Linked DNA regions of Sus scrofa: region 2 is linked to region 1. The links are chromatin contacts, called in public Hi-C maps. All regions are on one chromosome and are shown on one strand. The core of a region is the stretch at or near the end of the contact, and the rest is flanking DNA. Distances in the headings are between cores, read along the strand shown. Region 1 overlaps PARD3 (partitioning defective 3 homolog). Region 2 overlaps PARD3 (partitioning defective 3 homolog).

Evidence for each region. Hi-C and Micro-C count contacts between places; a contact is called where the count stands out from the background.
Region 2: a contact with region 1 is called in a Hi-C map of heart right ventricle, with 2.4 times the contacts expected there. The contact joins two enhancer-like sites. A contact is called at or near these places in 2 of 47 Hi-C or Micro-C datasets (heart right ventricle and liver).

Annotation. Positions count from the first base shown.
Region 1 is chr10:57,099,450-57,106,443 of Sscrofa11.1, forward strand. The region is part of intron 23 of PARD3 (partitioning defective 3 homolog); the gene reads right to left. Among named protein-coding and RNA genes, the nearest start is that of PARD3, 500 kb to the right of the region's middle. Within about 2 kb of position 3,497, at least 4 of the 83 cell types and tissues checked have an H3K27ac peak or open chromatin away from gene starts, as enhancers often do.
Region 2 is chr10:57,363,513-57,370,506 of Sscrofa11.1, forward strand. All of the region lies in intron 2 of PARD3 (partitioning defective 3 homolog), which reads right to left. Among named protein-coding and RNA genes, the nearest start is that of PARD3, 230 kb to the right of the region's middle. Within about 2 kb of position 2,914, at least 2 of the 83 cell types and tissues checked have an H3K27ac peak or open chromatin away from gene starts, as enhancers often do.

The DNA.
Region 1 (6,994 bases), core at 2,247-4,746:
TTAGCGTTTCTCAATGGCCAGTTCCACTTACACAATACAGATGTCAGGAGGGTAACAAACTCCCTCTGTCCCAGAGTCCCCACACATATGGGCCCAGGACAAAGAAGCTGGCAGCCAACAATTGGTTCAGACTAAGAAAGACAGAGAGAAATGTGTGTGGGGGGATATGGAATTTTAAAGGAAAACATACGAATATATTTTCAAAATCAGAAAAAAAATATGCTTTTAAAAAACCATGTAGGGCTGAACACCTCAAATCTTCTCTCTCTGGGAAACAGGAGTCAGAAGAAGAGGTGTTCACTTCCTACCCTGATAAAAAAGATTAACTCATGACATGGAGAAAAAAATAATAATAATAATAGATGCACCGCGCCAACTTAATTAAAGCCTAAATAGGATTTGCTTTCCAATTCTTAACAACTGAATGACCCAACCATGAATACAGATTTTTTTTTTTTTACATATACAGAATTTCAGAACAGAAATTTAATTTTGACATATTTTAAAAGGGGACTAGATCTTCATTAGAAGTAGAGACGGGTATTTTTAAAAATAATCCAAAATAAAAGAAACAGCCCAAGCCTTTCTAAATTTACATACATGCTTCACCTAATGAGATAAAAAACTCAAAATAAAAAGTTTAAATGAAATTGAACAACTTTTTTTTTTTTTTTGTCTTTTTAGGGCTGCCCTACAGCACATGGAAGTTCCTGGGCTAGGTCTCGAATGGGAGCTACAGCTGCAGGCCTATGCCACAGCCATAGCAACTTGGGATCTGAGCCACATTTGCGACCTACTCCACAGCTCAAGGAGATGCTGGATCCTTAACCCAATGAATGAGGCCAGGGATGGAACTTGTGGCCTCATGGATACTGGTCAGGTTCTTAACATGCTGAGCCATGAAGGGAACTCCTCAAACAAGTTTTTGTATTTAAGGTCTCATGCACTCTTAAAGAATATAGGTGAATTCCTCAACCCTGATAGACAATTCCTTTGGTCTAATACCACCCTGAGCCTAGTGGTCCAAAGAGCCCTGAGAGGGAGAAGAAATAAGGGAGTCTAGGAGGGGAGCTGTCTAGACACGATAGAAGGGCACAGCAGGGCATCCTTCTGGAACATCCTGGGGGAACATCAACCTTTAGCAGAAAGTCAGATGGCAGAGGTGGCAGAGGCCAAGGATGAGACAGCCTGAGGCAAGTGGCACGAACTTCCACGTTCACATGGAAACCGTTAAGCCAAACTCCAGAGTGCCTGAAGTGTGGTATTAGCCTTCAATATCAATATCCTACCTTTTTTTTTTTTTTTTTTTTTTTTTGGTCTTTTTAGGTCCACACCTGTGGCATATGGAGGTTCCCAAGCTAGGGGTCGAATCAGAGCTGCAGCTGCCGGCCTACACCACCGCCACAGCAATGCCAGATCTCAGCCACGTTTGCGACCTACACCACAGCTCATGGCAACACCAAATCCTTTACCCACTGAGCGGGGCCAGGGATCGAACCTGTGTCCTCATGGATGCTAGTCAGATTTGTTTCTGCTGAGCCATGACTGGAACTCCATCCTATCATCTTTTGATAATGCTATTTGAAAATGAAGAACATATTTATTTTTAGAGTTTTGTATGTTTGATAAAATATGATGGCATATTTGTATTTGCCAGAAATAATGGTAGGACAGGTCACAGTGCATTTTTAGTCGTTAAAAGACAGTAGGAAATGGATAAATAAAAATAGCATCGAGTAGTCAACGGAGCACTGGTGAGACAGGCATTATTCTTAGTGCTTCCTGTGTGTTATCTCGTTTAATTCCTTGAGATCATTTAAGGTAGTGTTATGTTTCCCTTTTGCACATAAGAAAACTGAGGTTTGGGTGGTTAAGCAATCTGACCAAGATAAATCTATGAAAGGAAATATTGCTGCCCTTTATTTAAAAAAAAAAATGTTTTGTAGGCGAATACTTACTGACATGGAAGGATGTTTGTGACAGATGAAGTAAAAAGGCAGGTTAAAGAGTTATGTGGATTTTTTTTTTGTCTTTTTGTCTCTTCTAGGGCCGCTCCCGCGGCATATGGAGGTTCCCAGGCTAGGGGTGTAATCGGAGCTGTAGCCACCGGCCTACACCAGAGCCACAGCAACGCAGGATCCGAGCCGAGTCTTGACCTACACCACAGCTCACGGCAACGCCGGATCCTTAACCTACTGAGCAAGGCCGGGGACTGAACTGGCAACCTCATGGTTCCTAGTCGGATTCATTAACCACTGTGCCACGATTGGAACTCCAAGAGTTATGTGGAATTTGACTCTATTCATAGTTTTGAATAAGTCATATACGCAGATATCTGTCTCTGTGTGTGGTTCTAAGGATATACTCTAAAATGGTAATAATTATTGGCTTGGGGTGAGATGATTTTTTTGTTTTTCTGTATTTTCTAAGTTTTATACAAAAACTTTTTACTTTAATGATAACTCAGGATTAGTGAAAAGAGTCATCTCATGAATGTGTTTTATTCAGTGTTAACAGTTTCTAGAAGCTCTCCATTATATCCTATCAAAGAAGAATTTTTAGAAAGCATGCAAGAAGGGGTAAAGGCAAAAGCTTTGATAAGCAGCCTTTTAAATATAGCTGCTTTGAGGAAGTTAGGATTTTTAGATTTGGTGAAAAGGAGTGCTTTGAAAACCAGAAACAGGAAGCATCCTAAAGAGAGGGCTTGCTTTGGCCCTGGTACGGATGGTCTCCTTGGTGGCAGAGTCAGGAGTCAGCCACCCCTCACCCAGCAGGATTTTTCTGAGAGTGGGTAAGAACACTTAGCAAGCAAGAGGCGGGGAGCCCACAACCCCACATACAGATACACACACAGACATATAAACATACATATGAAGGGACATGCATGCAAACAGACATCTGCAAACACACACAATATACACATGAAACACACATGCGAACCCACACAAACATGTGAGCCCATAGCAGCACATTATAAACATGCATAAAACATACTCCATACATGCATGCATATGTGAAACACACACGCACATACATAGCCATTAAACAAACTTCAGCCGGCAACTACTGCTTGCCGGCTACCGTTTGGGAGCTTACAGACACACCGGTGGACAGGACAGGTGGGGTCTCTGCTCCTGGAGAGCTACATTCAAGAGGGCAGAATTAGAAATAATAAAACACATGAGTGAGTAGAGCATGTGAGGTAGGAACACATGCATGAGGAATTAAGGATAAGGGAAAGGCCAGAGAAGGCTGGCGGAGAGGGGGACAGGGTGTCAGGAATGTCCACTCCAGAGGACACTCAGAGCTGAGCTGGACGACGGGAAAAAGCAGCTATGTCAAGGTCCTAGCAGGGCCTCCAGCAGACAGAGGACAAGAGCAAGGGCCCTAGCGCCCGAGGAGGCCCTGCAGCGGGATGAGGGGGCCTGGCCGGAGCACATGCCCGCAGGAAGGCCTCGCTAGACACCCATCAGGGCACCCAGAGCTGGATCAACAGGGAGGAAAAAAGACAAACGGAAGAGTAGGGAGCAGCCCAGAGGCGGATGAAGGACGGAGGGGCGCAGAGGGGGCAAGGGGAGCACTTGATGCAGAGCAGGTCACCTGCCTCGTGGGCCGCGTGGTGCAATGAAGGGACACCCAGATGCTTTGAGAGAATCTGTTAACAGACTGAAAACAGCAAGGGACCCAGCAGAGGGCGCCGCAGCCTCCTGGGCCAAAGGGAGGAGCAAGAACTATGTGGGATTTGGAGCAAGGAGGCCTGGAGGTCCCAGGCCAGAGCATCTCAGCCCCTTCTCAATAACGAGGACGGTAAACATACAAGTCACTCGTGCACTGTTTATTCACAGATGAACAGCTGTGTCTGCTTAATTTAACTTTGAAGGAAATCTGGTTATGACTCTCTAGATTGTGCTTTGAGTTCTTTTAAAGAAATCTCACTTGAAGCCCAATTAGACTCTTAGCTCAGTATTGCTTATAGATATATAGATATAGATAGATGGGTATAGATTAGATAGATAGATAGATCCAGAAATATGCCAATAACCTGCATGATGAGGTCTATTCCAAAGCCATCGTATGTTTTTTTGAATTAACTCACTTATTCAACTTAATCCTTCAGGTTGAAGAAGAGGTCAAGAGGCAAGGGTAATTTTGCTTTTTTTTTTTTTTATGGCCACACCTATGGTATATGGAAGTTCCCAGGCTAGGGGTCGAATCGGAGCTGCGCCTGCTGGCCTACACCACAGCCACAGCCACGTGGGATCCAAGCCATGTCTGCGACCTACACTACAGCTCACAGCAATGCCAGATCCTTAAGCCACTGAGCAAGGCCAGGGATTGAACCTGCATTCTCATGAATCTATGTCAGGTTCTTTAACCTGCATTCTCAGGAACCTATGTCAGGTTCTTAACCCACCGAGTCATAACAGGAACTCCAGCAAGGGTAGTTATAACAGTATAATACAACACCCAAGTAGGGGTTTGTGTTTTTAAGTACATTTTCAAATATATACACATTATTCGATGAATATATATTTCGGTGACTGCCAAGTCAAGAATGATTATCCCTGTTTCATAAACCTGTAAAAAGGCTACTGGTGATAAGGATTCACCTGAGGACAGCACCCCCCCCATCTCCCCCCCGCCCGCCACGTACAGGTTTCTTGACCCATATCAGGTATTCCTGCCTTGGTACCAAGACCTTCTTAAGTGGAAAGATAAAGATGAGAGCATCCACCTTCATCTGTACTCCACTCCCCGTCCCACTTTTCTTTTTAACAGGAGGCTGTTAAATCAAGTTCCTTCCTGCTCTAAACGGGTAGAAATCTATGATTCTAAATAAGGGTTTTTAACATAAAATTTAATGAAAACCAATATTTCACCGCCAATAAAAGCAACATTACGGCTGTCAAGCTATCACTACCCCTCGACGCTGGAAACCGAGAAACGATTACCACTTGAAGAACCTTGTTAAAAAGTATGCACATTAAAAATAATTTACAGAACCAATTCTCCGTTTGCAGCCACAGTTTAAGAAACAGGAAAATGTATTTGCATTTCTATCTTGTTAGCTCCCGTGTTACGCTGGTGTTACTAATAACATAAAATATTTAAAATTTGTGTTACACACAGAGCCAATTATAATTATCTGGTGAGAAAACAATTTTATCTGGAAGTCTAAAAATAATCTATTTTGCCACTGCAACAGATCGCACACGTTATGAAACAAATTCTATCGCCAATTAATGTTACAGTGGTTCCTCTACCGACAGTCCAAGTTTGAAAAGCTCTCATCCAGCTAATGCCCACGTTTACAACGTCATACCTAGGAAACACTAGCTAGATACCAAATTGTTATCATGCATAGGCAACAAAGATTAAGGACACTGCCCACTATGTCACGGTCAGGGATTATCTCACTTTAATTACTCCACAGTTTGGCCAGTAGTTTATATAGATTAAATTCCACCTAAAATTAAGTCCATGTGGAATCTAAAAAGATGATAAAATAAGTTCATTGACTCACAGATACAGAAAACAAACCATGGTTACAAATGAGGAAAGGGTGGAGGAATGATATATTGGGAATTTGAGATTAATAGGTATTCACTACTGTATATAATATAGGTAAACAACAAGGACCTGACTGTATAGCACAGGGAACTATAGTCAGCATCCTGCACAACCTGAAATGGAATAGAATCCGAAAAAGAATATACGTGTATAACTCAATCGCTTTGCTGTACACCTGAAACATGATAAACCAACTATATTTCAATCAATCAGCCAATCAAATACAGGCCGAGAAGTTATCCAAAAATTTAAAATGTGTTCAGACAGAATGCTTATTCAAGTAATTGTGCTTCTTACTGTGAATTTTCAAGATCTACTTAAAAGAAGGCTTTTTATCATAACATAGTTTTAACATGAGATTTGACCTCCGCCACCATTAAATATATGTATTTATAATACTATAAGCAAGCACTATGCCAAATGGTTTACTTGTATTATTTCATTTATCCCACACAACGCCACAAGAGAGTGATTATTCTTTTTCTTTTCTTTTCTTTTTTTTGTCTTCTGTCTTTTTAGGGCCACAGGCATGGCATGTGGAGGTTTCCAGGCTAGGGGTTGAATCGGAGCCATAGCTGCCAGCCTACACCACAGCCACAGCAACTCAAGATTTGAGCTGCATCTGCAACCTACAGACAGCTCATGGCAAAGCCGGATCCTTAACCCACTGAGTGAGGCCAGGGATTGAACCTGGGTCCACATGGATGCTAGTCAGATTCGTTTCCACTGAGGCATGAAGGGAACTCCAAGAGTGATTATTCTTTTATATATATATATGTATATATATATATATATCTTATTTATTTATAGTTATTTTTATATAGTTACAGAAGAGGGATGAGAGGTGCAAAGTTTCCCAAAGCACATAGTGTTTGGGGTTGAGAGGGGAAAAAAAACCCTTATGTCAGTCCTTCAATGTGCTTGATCAACAAAATTGATAAATGTGCTAATAAGCCTAATATTGTTCCTACTGCACCTTGATTTCAACACCACAGTACAGTAACAGGTACTCCTTCAGACAGTGTTTAATTACCAGGGCTTTTGCTTAGAATTGGAAACTAATTGGAAGAAGACTTTGTTTAGTGTAAACAGACATCTCAAAAGAAGCTGATTAAGGGATAATATGTTTCTTACTCAGGAAACATTGAAAGGAAATCAGCAAAACGTTGCGTCTAGTTAAACAGAGTGCCCAGTAGGGCGTGAATAGCTGCACAGGAAGAAAACAGACAAGGGGACAGATATCCACGGTCCCAAAATAACCTAAGCTCTTTGTTTCCTGACCTTGAATCCAGTATTATCAGTAGAAGAATATATCATTATCATTGGCTTAAGAAATGCACAAAGAAAAGAATATAGGCAATTTTATTAACACCGAGGTATAGTTTATTTGGGGGGGAAAGTGCTAGCAACATGGTGTCATAAT
Region 2 (6,994 bases), core at 1,664-4,163, 260 kb after region 1:
GGGTTCCCCAGGACACGTGAAGCTCAGAGAGGTGACCCCCGCCCCCAGCTGTGGCACCCTGGACATTCTTTCACATTCTGGGTCTCAGCGCTGCACAGGGATGTGGCCTGTGTTATTTTACTTAATTCTGACAAAGTGCTCTGAAGAATTACCGCGGATCCCAAGTACTCAATAAATGTCACTACTGTGATGATTTGAGAGAGTGGAGATCAACGGAGGAAGATGAAGGCCTCGGGGCTGAAGCTAAGCCTGGGGAACTTCATCCTGAAAACCGTGGGGTAGCCCTGAAGGCACAGCAGTGGGATCTGCATTTACTCTGCAGGTTTGGAGGGGTCCGGAGAAAGGACCGGAAGGGTAAAAATACACAGCTCATTAGTCCAACAGTGAAGAAGTCAGAAGAGTCTACAAGGACCTGCTGTCGTGCACAGGGAACTCTACTCAATATTCTGTGATAACTTCTATGGGCAAAGAATCTGAGCGAACATGGACATACGTGTATGTACAAATGAATCACTTTGCTGTACACCTGACACTAACATAACATTGTAAAAGCAACTATATTTGGGGGGAAAAATGATGATTAAAATGCAGAATCGAGACTTATTTAAGAGGCTTTGATATATGGTGGGTGTCACCATGGAGGAGGGGGACGAGTGTGAGATGTCCAGGTTTGTGGCTTGGGTGGCAGAAGGTAAATACAAGGACAAAGAGGTCCAGGACAAAAGAGGATGTGCTGAGTCTGAGGTAGAAGCGTCATCCATTCAGTACCCAGCTCCCAGGAGACACGTGGGCATGGGCGTCTATGGTGCAAAGGCGAGTTCGAGGCAGGAATTGGCCAGTGTCCCAGTGGGTGCTGGGTGAAGCCAGTTTAGGTAGGGTCCCAATGTGAATGTAGAGCGTGTATGGACGTCAGAACCAAATCGGGATAAAATGAAGACAGCAGGTTTCTCTTCTCTTCCTCCAAGTGCTGAAAGAATGCAAGTTAACTCAAGGACGCATTGTTTCGTAGAGAGTATCAAGGAGCAGAGATCAGCTCATTCAAGACCACAGGGAGGCAGGCATGCCAGCACTTCCTCAAGGAAGGTTGCATCAATACACGTGTCCCACAACTGGGATCTAAAGTTCCTTCAGCACCAGTGCTAGAATAATCTTAATAAAAGGGGAAGAAACTAAAATAGGAAAAACCTTAAATTTCAATCCACTAATGGGATGTACCTAAAAACAGACACTCAAATATTTGTTCCAATGACACCAAGCAGATAAATTCATTTTCACAGCATGCTTGTCTCAACAAATGAGGATTCGGTAAACAGCTCTAGGTTTTCTTGTGAAAGGGTCTATTTCTTTCATCTCTGGATCCCACCCTGTTCCTACCTGAAAGGTGCCCCAATCAATCCACGATGAATTAATACCACTTGCATCTCTTTTGCCATCTCTTAGAAAACTACAGGTGAGCTAATCCAAGCAGCTCATCCACACAAGTCCTCTGGGCACCATTCCCTAACCTCACCCCCTGGTGCACACCCAGAAAACCAGCCTGCAAGAAGACAGGAAGGTCACCCTGGCATTGCCTTGGTTCAGGGACTGAATGATGCCTACTGCCCATGTCATCATCCTCCCACTTTTCAACCTTCCAATACCCAGATCTTATCATTCTCTGTAGTCAGAAGCATGTCTGAAGTAGGCTGAGCCTAGAATCTCAAGAAACAAGATTGATGCCCAAAAAAAGAGCCAGCTGACATTCAAGCAGTCCCTGACCCCTGACCCCACTGGTCTGTGGTTTCTGCTTTTGCATAAGGAGTATCACAACTTTCAGGGCTGACTAGACATCGCACCAGCTTATAAGGCTACTGTTCACACATGCTTCACTTCATTTATTATTATCATTTTTTTTAGGGCCACACCTACAGCATATGGAGGTTCTTAGGCTAGGGGGTTGAATCAGAGCTGCAGCTGCTGGCCTCCACCACAGCCACTGCAACCCGGGATCCAAGCCTCGTCCATGACCTACACTACAGCTCACAGCAACACCGGATCCTTAACCTACTGAGTAAGGCCAGGGATCGAACCCACATCCTCATGGATACTAGTGTGGTTCATTTCTGAGAAGCCACAAAGGGAACTCCCATTTATTCTTTTACTCACGCCACGCACCTACTATGCGCCAAGAAATGTGTGTCATGGGCCACTTCACTAAGTTTAACAGAGCTACAGATGAATCTTCTCCACAGGGGGTAAAAAAAAGGCACAGAGTCAGTGAAATCTGGAGACAGTTTCAGCAGATTCACAGACCTCTTGAAGAGAAAGAAGACAGAATTAAAAACACATTTTCTATACTCAATTAATATCAACACAGATTTCTTACATTCCATCACGTCACTCTGATTACCGCAAAGTTCTCTATTAGTGGAGTGTAAATCTCCTCTCAATATCCTCAAATTCTCTTTATTCTCTTGAAGTGTCTGTGCTACTTTTTCTGCTCCATCTTCTCATTTTCCTACAAAAATGTACAAAGTTAAAACCTGGAAATAAGGAATCGCTTTACATGGATTGGGATGCAAGTAAGAGATAAAAAGGACGCCTGACTATTTACGAATGTGATGACAGTAACAGCAGCAGCAACCCAGTGATACTGATGGTGGGAGCCGACATTTCTTCTCTTCAAAATGCAAAAGGCGCTACAGTCATACCCACCCACGACCCAGGGAAACAAACGGGAAGCCCGCAGGGTCAGGATCACTGGCCATGGTCCACCACCGCCTGTGAGTAGCAGGATGGCCCAGGTGCACTGGAAGCCAGTGGCTTTGCTCCGAATCCCTGCCGGACACGGCAGCACACAACCTCCATCCTGGCCAGCAAGCAGAGGGGCCACGCCAGGACAGCCACGTCAAGGGAAAGAACAGCCACCAGTTTCACAAGTGAGACCTACAGGAGAACAGGTGCTGAGAGACGCGCTCCACCCACAGGAGATAAACGCAGCCTCCGCCAAACACGTCCATCCAACAGAATGAACACAAGAGCCTCCTGCGCTGGCACCTTTCAGTACAGAGATACGGCACAGAAGGCACTCGACGGGCTGTCACAAGACACAAGTGACCCCATTGCCACCCAACTGCCAAGGTCACTTTCAGGGGACAGTTTACTGAGAGGGCGACACCTCTCAGTGTTAGGAGGCAGTGACATATGGAAGGAACAGGAATGAGGGGGATGCAAAAGAAGTCCTTGTGGGGAAAGTAAATGGAAAGAGGCGACTGAGGCCCGCCCTGAAGGATGCCGGACTCTCAGCTACCGAGTGGCAGAATAAAGCTGAGCGGCAGCTGCCAGAGAAGAGGCGGCAATGGTCCGGACTAAGCTGGCACTGGGCGAGTTTCTTTCTTTTTTTTTTTGTCCTTTTAGGGCTGCACGCATGGCATATGGAGGTTCCCAGGCTAGGGGTCCAATCAGAGCTACTGCTGCCGGCCTACGCCAGAGCCACAGCAACGTGGGATCCGAGCCTCATCCATGACCTACACCACAGCTCACGGCAACGCCAGATCCTTAACCCACTGAACAAGGCCAGGGATCGAACCCACGACCTCACGGTTCCTAGTCGGATTCATTTCCACTGCGCCACGACGGGAACTCCTGGGCGAGTTTCTTGACCTCTCCATGCCCTAGTCTCTCCTCACCTCATAAAGAGAGAGAATAGTAATGCCAACCTGTGAAGCAGTTATACACCTGAGGAGGGGGTTACGTGCAAACATGAGCCTGTATCTGCAACTGTGAAGCAAAAATCAGGCCCAAAGCAAGCAGGCTCAGAACCACGGCAGCAGGGTGGGTGGTGGTGGGTGATGCCACTGTCTTCACCAGGATCAGCTCATCACCCTGCTCCCCTCTGAGGAAGTCAACACAGTCCTACCTTGGACGTGACATAAGGAATTTAAAACAACAGTATGAATGACAAAGGGCCGAAAGAAAAGGTGAGAGACCACAAGGCAGAGGAAAGTACCAAGAGGACACCATCTGCAAGCCAAGGAGACCCCGGGTAACACGCATCCAGTGCAGCCCAGCCCAGGCCCCGGCTGCTCTGGCGCCCACACGCCTCACCAACAGAGGCGTTTTTTTCTCTCTAAACGCACAGAAAATGCTGGAAGTGTCTTAATGGCCCAGAAGCTGGAAAGTGCTCAGACAATAAAACCACTCTCACACACGAGAGACCCTACAGACCGTATGGTCTGCCTACCCAGGCACAATGGCAAACGCAGCGCAGGTCGCAGCGGGGACATCTAAAAACAGTTCCTACATCCATGCAGACTAGCCTAAAAGAAAAGGAAACGCAGACTGGCCAAGTTAGTCTACACTGTAAACCACATATCTGATTAGACAATTAAGATCAAAATTGCCAGAAATAAACACAACCTTCATGTAAACAAACCATTAATGGGCTGCTGCTTTTTTGTTAGAAAAGCATGTTATTTATAAATTGCTGCCACCTTAAAGCTGGCCTGATTCAGTCCTGTCAGACAGCGAAACACACTTAGGCAAGTGGTAAATTATGAGGGGGAAAAAAAAGTCGCTTCACAAATCGTGACATCGCAAAGTGGAATAAATGAATAAAAGAGAATATTGTGCAAGATTGTGAAATATTTATATTCAATACGTTCACCAAGAATGAAAAGTTGAATTAAACCTCCACATTATATGATTGCAAAATAAGTTACGTACACTCATCAGTTTCCACTCATAAAACAATACTAATGGAAAACCCCTGAATTTAGTGATTCAGAGCTCCTGGTGCCAAATATTCCCAGTGGAGCCTTAAAAACCACATGCGAGTCAGGAAATCCAAGCGCCATCCTGCACAGGCACCAGGCAAAAACCCGCTCCTGTTGCCTAAAGCGGTCTTGTTCTTGGAGGCTACCAGCAGGTGATGTCCCCGGGAGGTATGCTCAAGGACAAACAAGACACAACAGGTGTGCAAAGAAATGGGTCTGACCAAAGAGAGTAACTGAAGCTGTCGCAGTCACAGGACTTGAAAGAAAAGAAGCTTTGCAAAGACACAATATCCATATTCCAAGCACTCTGGAATGTATTTCCACCCCCGGAATTTGCTCCTTCCAAGCCAGCTTGTCACTTTCATTCCACTTCCTGGAGGATGAGCTCAGGGCTGGACTCCAGATGTTGTGGCCTCTGTACCATCAGTGCTTGGCAGTTCACACAGAACACTGGGTGAAAGGAGCAGCAACAGAAGGTTATGTAGAAGGAAGAATCCGATTCCATATGAGTCATCTCATAGGATGTCTTTCTCTGACTTATTTCACTTAGTATGATAATTTCTAGGTCCGTCTATGCTGCTGCAAATGGCATTACTTCATTCTTTTTTATGGCTGAGTACTATATATATTATTATGGAATTTAGGTTGATTCCATCTCTTGGTTATTGTAAATAGCGCTGTGACAAACACTGCGGTGACTTATCTTTTCAAATTATGGGTGTTTTCAGATATACACCCAAGAATGGGACTGTGGGGTCATACAGTGGTTCTCTATTAAGTTTTTAAAGGAATCTCCATACTGTTCGCTACAGTGGCTGCACCAAACCCCCAACACTGTAAGGGGGTTTTCTCCACATTCTCTCCAGCATTTATTGTTTATAAGACTTTTTGAGGATGGCCATTCTGACTGGTACAAAAGAACTTATTCACAAAACAGACACAGACTCAAAGATATTGAAACCAAACTTGTGGTTAACAAAGGGGAAATGTTGAGGGGAGGGGTCAAATGGGAGTTTGGGGTTGATATATACACACTGCTAGATACGGAACGGATGAGTAACAGGGGCCAGCACAGGGGAGACTACTCAGTAGTCTGTAGTGACTTATATAGGAAAGGAATCTGACAAGGAACAGATATGTGTATGTGCGTGTGTGTCTATATAAAACCGATTCACTTTGCTGTACACCTGCAACCAACACAACATTCTAAGTCAAGCATATTCCAACAGAATTTTTTTTTAATAAGAAGAAGGGGGGTTCCCATCATGGTTCAGCAGAAATGATTCTGACTAGTATCCATGAGGAGGTGGCTTCGATCCCTGGCCTCGCTCAGTGGGTTAAGGATCCGGCGTGGCCATGAGCTGTGGTGTAGGTCACAGACACAGCTCAGATGTGGCGTGGCTGTGGCTGTGGTGTAGGACAGCAGCTGTAGCTCTGATTCGGCCCCTAGCCTGGGAAATTTCATATGCCTCGGGTGTGGCCCTAAAAAGCAAAAAAAATAAGTAAAATAAAATAAAATAAAAAGAAGGAAGAAGCTGAGCTACTGGGGGTGAAGCCCCAGGGGAGGTGGGGCCAAGAAGCTGGACAGAAAGAATGAAGCACAGAAAGAGTCTTTAATGGGGAGGGAGTCATGGGGCCAGAGGTTTCAGAGGAAGAAGCGAGAAGCGGACCGGGTCCCTCCTTCAGGGCAGCCCAGACTCCAGTCGGAGAGCTGCTGAGTATCCAACCTCTCTCACATCTAGAAAGCAAATAAGCAGGTTCTCCCAGACCTGGAATAACAAAACTTGACCTACAGACAAGTAATACAGCCTCGCAATGTCTTATCCACAGTTCCAAAATCACATGGCTCCAGAAACAAAGTTTTGCTTGTAAATTCCTGAGAAGCACATTTGCTGGCAAAACCCAATCTGAACTGATGCAAAATTATGTATAACATGCATTTACTCACATATTGGTGAATATTCACATGTTTTCCTACAGAGACGTCAATGTTTTGATTACAGAGTTCTGCCTCCAGCATCATAGGAGATGTTACATGTGACAATGCACTCTTGGTATTACCTTTCTAAAATCAAGGAAAATCCAGATTCCAACATCTGGCCATAGGGATTTCAGGCAAGGAACTGTGGTGCTCCCACTGACATGCTGGCTCTGGAGAACTGATTGTTAAGTTTTCAGGAATTTAGCAAACCCGTTGTTAACCGAGTTATTATTAAAACGCATTTACGCAAACCTAGAAT